Linked DNA regions of Mus musculus: region 2 is linked to region 1. A link is a contact called in public Hi-C data. All regions are on one chromosome and are shown on one strand. The core of a region is the stretch at or near the end of the contact, and the rest is flanking DNA. Distances in the headings are between cores, read along the strand shown.

What was found. A called contact is a pair of places that touch in the nucleus more often than the background predicts.
Region 2: a Hi-C map of embryonic stem cells shows a contact between it and region 1, with 3 times the contacts expected there. The contact joins the promoter of Selenov here to the enhancer-like site in region 1. A contact is called at or near these places in 1 of 484 Hi-C or Micro-C datasets (embryonic stem cells) and 3 of 9 other capture datasets (adipose tissue, liver and pancreatic islet).

Annotation. Positions count from the first base shown.
Region 1 is chr7:28,486,073-28,489,483 of GRCm38.p6, forward strand. No RefSeq gene overlaps it. Among named protein-coding and RNA genes, the nearest start is that of Ifnl2, 23 kb to the right of the region's middle. Within about 2 kb of position 2,114, at least 43 of the 459 cell types and tissues checked have an H3K27ac peak or open chromatin away from gene starts, as enhancers often do. A contact at or near this core is called in embryonic stem cells, where this site is marked.
Region 2 is chr7:28,289,254-28,292,607 of GRCm38.p6, forward strand. Selenov (selenoprotein V) reads right to left here and starts at 1,933. Exons shown (of 6, transcript NM_175033.4): 1 at 1,070-1,933. The coding sequence starts at 1,824.

The DNA.
Region 1 (3,411 bases), core at 864-3,363:
TTCTTTCTCTCTTTCTCTCTCTCTCTTTCTTTCTTTCTTCCTCTCTCTCTTTCTTTCTTCCTCTCTCTCTCTCTCTCTCTCTCTCTCTCTCTCTTTCTTTCTTCTTGTTGTTGTTGTTTTTGTTTTTCTGTGTAGCCCTGGTTGTCCTGGAGCTCGCTCTGTAGACCAGGCTGGCCTCGAACTAAGAAATCCTCCTGCCTCTGCCTCCCAAGTTCTGGGATTAAAGGTGTGTGTCACCACTGCCTGCTGTTCCCTGTCTTTCAAAGATTGTGTGTGTGTGTGTGTGTGTGTGTGTTTGAGAGAGAGAGAGAGAGAGAGAGCAAGTAAGTGCAGGGGCAGGAGCAGGAGCAGGCACAGAGATCAGAAAACTATGGTAGTCAGTTCTCTCTTTCTACAATGTGGGTTCCCAGATTTGAACTTAGATTGTCAGGCTTGGTATCAGTTGCTGGCTTTTCTCTTCCTTCCTTCCTTCCTTCCTTCCTTCCTTCCTTCCTTCCTTCCTTCTTTCCTTCCTTCCCTCCTTCTTTCTTTCCTTCCTTTCTTCCTTCCTCCCTCTCTTCCTTCCTTCTTCCCTGCCTCCCTCCCTTCCTTCTTTTCTTTCTAAAAAGGATTTATTTTACATGTATGAATATTTTGCCTACATGCACATATATGTGTACCTTGTGCATACCTAGTACCGGGGATCCTCTGGAACTGGAGTTATCAACAGTTGTGAGCTACCATGTGGGTGCTGGGAATTGAGCATGAGTCCTCTGGAAGAGAAGCCAGTGCTCTTACTCACTGAGCCATCTCCCCAGCCCCTTTCCTTTTCCTGTATTTTACTTTGAGACAGGCTATGTTCCCTAGGCTGTCATCAAACTCCTGAGCTCAAGCAATCTTCCTGCCCCACTTCCTGAGTGGCTGGGGCTGCAGATTCATGCCACTGTGCCCAACAAGAGACTTTCCTGACTCTCACCAAATGATGCTGTTGGTCTGTGCATGACCTTTTGGGGGAGGAAGGATTTTTCCTTTAGGAACTCTTTTTAGTTAGTATATAGAATAATGGGTTTTATTATTACATCATTATGTGTATCATTTTTTCCTATTATTATTATTTTTTTTTGAGATGGGGTTTCTGTGTGTAGCCCTGGCTGTCCTGGAACTTACTCTGTAGATCAGACTCTGGTCTCGAACTCAGAGATCCACTTGCCTCTGCCTCCCAAATGCTGGGATTAAAGGCATGTGCCACCACCCCTTGGCTTCTCTTATTACTTTTTTTTAAGACGTTCTTTTTAACTTGTAAAAAGGATTTATTTATTTTTATTTTACGCAGGTGGGTGTTTTACCTGCATGTGTGTCTGTGTGCTACATGTGTGCCGTGCCCTGGGAGGTCAGAAGACCTGTGACATCCGGAACTGGAGTTACTGTGGGCACTGTCCTGTGGGTGCTGAACACTGAACTTAGATCCCCTGGAAGAGCAGGAAGTGTCCTTAACTGCTGAGCCATCTCTCCATCCTCTTACTTTTTATTTTTAGCTATGTGTATGCGTGTGTCTGTGTGGTTGTCTTTGAACATGTATGTAGGTGTTCAGAGCAGCCAGAGAGGGCGTTACTCTCTTGGAGCTACAGTCACAGGTGTTTATGACTTTCTTTGCTCCCCTCCCTTCAGGACTCCCCACTTTTCTCTTTTCTATTCCAAATAATTATGCTTTTATGGCTTTCCTACGTACACTGCTAAATGTAGATCCTGCACAGGAGAGGAAAATCGTGATATTTGCCTTTGTGAGTCTGGTGTATTTCGTTTGACAGGAGACTTTCCAGTCGCATCCATTTTTCCAGCAAATGGCCCAGGTTCATCCTTCCTGAACAGTAACGTGAGTTTTAACCATTCCCTCTCCGCGGTGCAGCGATTCTCACTGCCTGGGTCGCCTGGGATCTTGTCCCACATGCATACTCTCTGATGAGCTCCAGAGTCAGTAGTTCTGGGGTCCGGTCCCCCAGTCCGTGCTCCAGGCATGCCTCCAGCCCATTCCGGGTTTCTGGAGAGTTTGGACTTGGCGATGGAGGAAGGCGGCTGCACCAGTCACGGCTCTGGGACGTCGCCCAGGTGTTCTTAGTCTAAGAGTTCCCCAGGGAACTGCCCGAGACTATTCTGCTGATGTAATTGCAGGGCAGGGTGAGGAGGGGAGGAGGCGGGGTGGAGAGATACCTGGTGGGTGGGGCCAGAGGATGACGGACAGAAGACTTGGTCGCAAAGAGAAACCCAGGAGCTTGGAATCCTGACTGGAAAATCCTCAGAACCTAGAGGATGGTGGGAGGAGAGGAAGTTGCCCTGACTCACCCCGAATTCTAGCGATGGCGAAGGCACACAGCAAGGAGGGAGATGTTTTTAAAGAAATTGGGGCACGGAGGAGGCCTTTCTTGGAATCTTAGGGGACACATGTAGGAGTTTTGGGGGGGTGCCAGAAGAAAGATGATGGGTTTGGATGACTTGTGCCACACCCCGTAATAAATAATGAGAGTCACTATGCTCCATGAAATGTTCCAGAAGCCGTTTTCTTTTTATTACCCGCCCCCTTAGGCTTTTTTTTTTTCTTTTTTCTTTTTCTTTTTCTTTTTTTTGAGACAGGGTCTCACAGGCTGGAACTCTCAAGCTGGCCTGGAACTCACAGAGATCCTCCTGCCTTTGTCTGAAGGTTAGGATTAACGGCCTATGACACTAACAGGCTCCCCTGCCCCCCCCCCCACTTTTATACAGGCTGGCCTTGAACTCTCTATGCACTCAAGGGTGACCTTAAACTCTCGATCCTTGGACCTCCACTTCTAGAGTGCTGGAATTGCAGGCATGAGCCACTTCACCCCCTCAAACCTAGGGCTTCCTGCATGCTAAGCAAGCACTCTATCCACTTCAGCCAAATCTTCAGCCTCTATAAGCATTTTATGCCTATGATTATGCAGACTCCTCAAGATAACCCGATACAGTGCTGTCTGTGTTGAAATGTCAGTGTAAACAGCAAGCCATCCTTACAGCTCCTACATACACACAAACACAGATCCACACCACACAGACACACAGGTACATACATAGACAGACAGACAGACAGACAGACACACACACACACACACACACACACTGGCATTCTGAGTTAGGATCTCATATAGCCTAGACTAGCCTCAAATCCACCATGTAGCTGAGGAGGACCTTGAACTCCTAGTATTCCTGCCTCCAATTTCCAAATGCTTGCCGGGTAATTCAGGCACTCCCACCATGCCCTGCTTAGAGTTTGTTTGAGACAGGGTTTTTCCTTGGGTATCATAGAACGCCTGATCCTCCTGCTTCACCCTCTTAATCTCTGGGATTACAGAGGTTCAGCATCACTGCAGAGACACCCCCCCCCCACACACACACACAACCTGATCTGTTGTGATGTGT
Region 2 (3,354 bases), core at 683-3,182, 200 kb before region 1:
CAGAGGGAAGTTGCCTGGTCGGGCAGAGGATGGAGGAAACGTGTGAGACAAGGGCCTGGAGTCTTCCAGAGCAACAGAGGCAATAAGGGCACAGTCCTGACCTGTGCTACTCCACCCAGGTCACTGCATGAGCCTGAGGCAGCATCTGAGAGCTGCACTCAGCTCCAGAGCCTCTGTGCTCATTCACCAGCTGCCCCACTCCATCCCCCGTCCCCTCCCCCACCCACTCCCCTTCATTCAGCAGCCTCCTTCCTCTTCTCTGAGAAGTGGCCGCTCAAGGGTCACCATGGAGTGAGACCATCCCGACCACCCAGCTCAGCTCTGAGGTGGACAGCCTCTCCTCCTTCCTCAGGAAGTACCTCTCTGCTCACAGTTCTGCAGGCTGGCATGGGGTGTGCATGGCCTGGCCTGCTAGGGAAGTGCTCAGGGCCCTCAGAGTGAAGCGCAGCAAAGAATGGGAACGGATTCCCAGTCATAAGAATCAACCGTGAATGCATGGATGGATGAATGAATGAATGAATGAATGAGAATACAGTTTAGACCCATCCATCATGTAAATGTTGAATGGATGAAGGTGGATGAAGCTTCTCGCTTCTACCAATAGAATGAATGAATGTATGAATAAGAGTGAATGCATGCATGAAGTTAAGAGACAGGAATCAAGCAGCTAAACGAATGATTCTGACTGCCAGGTGGGAAACGCCCATCAATGAATGAATAAAAGCGAATGACAGCAGTCATGTTACTCATACAAACGTTTGAAGGAAGAGAGGCGTGAATAAAGCCTTAAGTCAATAAACATGCAAATGAGTGAGGAAAGATCAAAGACAGAAATCACAGGGGTTCGTGGGAGTGAATGAAAGAAGCCAGGGTGGGAAACCGATCTCAAAGGGACAGACAAGTGGTGGTCAGAACTCTGTGGATCTGCCTCCCTACCTAGCGCGCCCACCTGGGCCTGCACACACACACACACACACACACACACACACACACACACACACACACGCCCAGAGCTCCAGCATCTGCCGGCTCGGCTCCCGTTCTTTCGCGGGTAGGGGGAGCCCCTCACCAGTACATCACACGGATCAAGATTCTGTTGGGCGTTGGGACGTCCTCGCTGGTGGATGGGATCTCCTTAGTGGAACCGAAGCTGGGTGCTGGGGAAATCGTGGAGAGCTTACCCAGACCAGGGGTTTCCTTCAGCGGGGAGGCCAAGAACTCTAGTGTAGGGTTGGGGCCCGGAATGGGGCCCAATGTACTGGAGGCCATGGCAGTAGAAGCCAAGGAGTCTATGGGAGAGGCGGTGTCCGGTATGGAGCCTTGTGTCTTGGAGGACGAGGGAGTGAGCACTGGAAGGGGCCCCTGGATGGCCTCCGCTAGGCTGTGGATCGAGGGTTTCTGATTTTGAGCGAGTGTGGGATCCTTCAAGAGAGCGCTAGCAGCCCTGGAAGAAAGGGGCTGTGCCGTGGGCGAGGCCAAGCTCGGGAAGAACCTGCCTGGAGAGATCTTAGGAAAGACCCGACCTAGATTCGGGGCCCGGACTGGTGCTGGAGTCCGCACCGGTGCTGCATGCCGGACTGGAGCTGGAGTTGGGGCTGGGGTTAGGGTTGGGGCAGGGACTGGGGCTGGAGTTGGGAACCGGATTGGAACAGGGTTAGGGACTTGGGCAGGAGCCCGGACCCGGATGGAAGTTCGGACTGGAGTCGAGTTGTGCGCTGGGTTCGGGGCCCTGACTGGGGTCGCGGTTCGGATGGGAGCGGGTGTCCGGGCCGGGGTGTTTGCCCGGACTGAGGAGGGAGCGGGGACCCGCGCCTTGTTATTCATGGGGACCAGGTGAGACCCGGGTACCCCAGGCTAAGCGTCCCGCCTCGCCCTGCTTCCTTGAGCGAGGAGAGCTTTCGCACCCGAGGATTCTAAAAACCGAAGCAACCACGAGCAGGCACTGTTACACCGGGTTCCAGTCAGGCGGAGATTCCAAGCTCTGCGCCAGGGAGGCGCTGCTGTCTTCAGATCTCACCGAATAGACACCGCCCCTGTCCCTATCCCCACCCAGCAGGAGCCAACTCTGCCTAGAGCTTCCCATTGCCACCCTGACACTCATGCGTTTAGCTGGTTGAGTTCATTAAGCGCCCTCCTAGCGCTGGGGATTCCGGGGACAATGCATCTCTGCCCTCCTTGCTTCCTGCCCATGATAGGAGGTCACACCCAGTATGAGAGTGACAGCCTAAAACCGTCAGTGCAGTGGAGAATACCAGCACCCATATAATTCAGAAAGGAGGCACCTCTCTGCAGGATACGAGGTCCGGAGAAAAATAGCGACAACCCACACAAATAATCCAATTTACTCCCGGGGAGTGGTCAAAGTGAGACTCTGTCTTCTTCATGCTGTATCCCCAGCTCCTAGAACAAGACCTGGATCAACCAATCCTGTGGAACCCGAGTTAGGGAGATAAAGTGGAAGCTGGCACCAGGAAAGGGGACAAGTTTGAGAAGTGGAGTATAGGCAAAAGGCAGAGGTGACAAGGATTGGAGCCAGGGACAGTGACCATGTAAGGCCGACTAGACTTCATTCTGAGGCTCACAGAAGGATGACTTAACAGGGGTTGTGGCTCAGTTAATAGAGTTTTCATAGCATTCACAAAGCCCTGGGTCCAAGTCCCCCGTGCCACACAAACCAGTTATGTTGACTCAGGATTGTAGCTCCAGCACTCAGGAGGCAAGTGGATCAAAAGTTTAAAATCACTCTCAAGTAAAAAAAAAAAAACAAAAACAAAACAAAAAAAAAAAAACAAAACCAACCAACACCCCCCCCCCCAAAAAAAAACCCTCAGGATGCACATAACCCTGTTGATGTCTCAAGAGATGTCAGCCTCTGCCTGTGGCTTTGGGGCAGTATTTCTAAGCCAGGGAATATCCTTCTGGAAGGGGGGTGGGGCATACATAGACCAGCCAATCCACAATAACGTGGATAGTGATGACAGCCTGGGGCCACATTGTGTCAGTTCTGCCCCAGGAGGGCTATTAACTTTATCTGCCTGACCAAGACCTCATGAAGACTCTAGGCCCCAGAATGCAATGTACATTTCGTGACCATTAACGTGCTGTGTTGCCAGACGTCAGTGCAGTGGGTGCTTCCACAGGAAGAACACACAGATGTTTGGACTAGGAATTGACCTGGACCCTGGCACATCCCCTTCTCTAGTTGGCTGGGTTTTAAACGTATTTTTTGTTTTGTTTTGCTTTCTGTTATCTTTGAGAAAGACACACAGCTATATAGCTTAGGCTAGCCTTAAACTTACAATCCTCCTGCCTCAGCCTTTTTTCCCCCCCTTTCTGAGACAGGGTCCCATTATG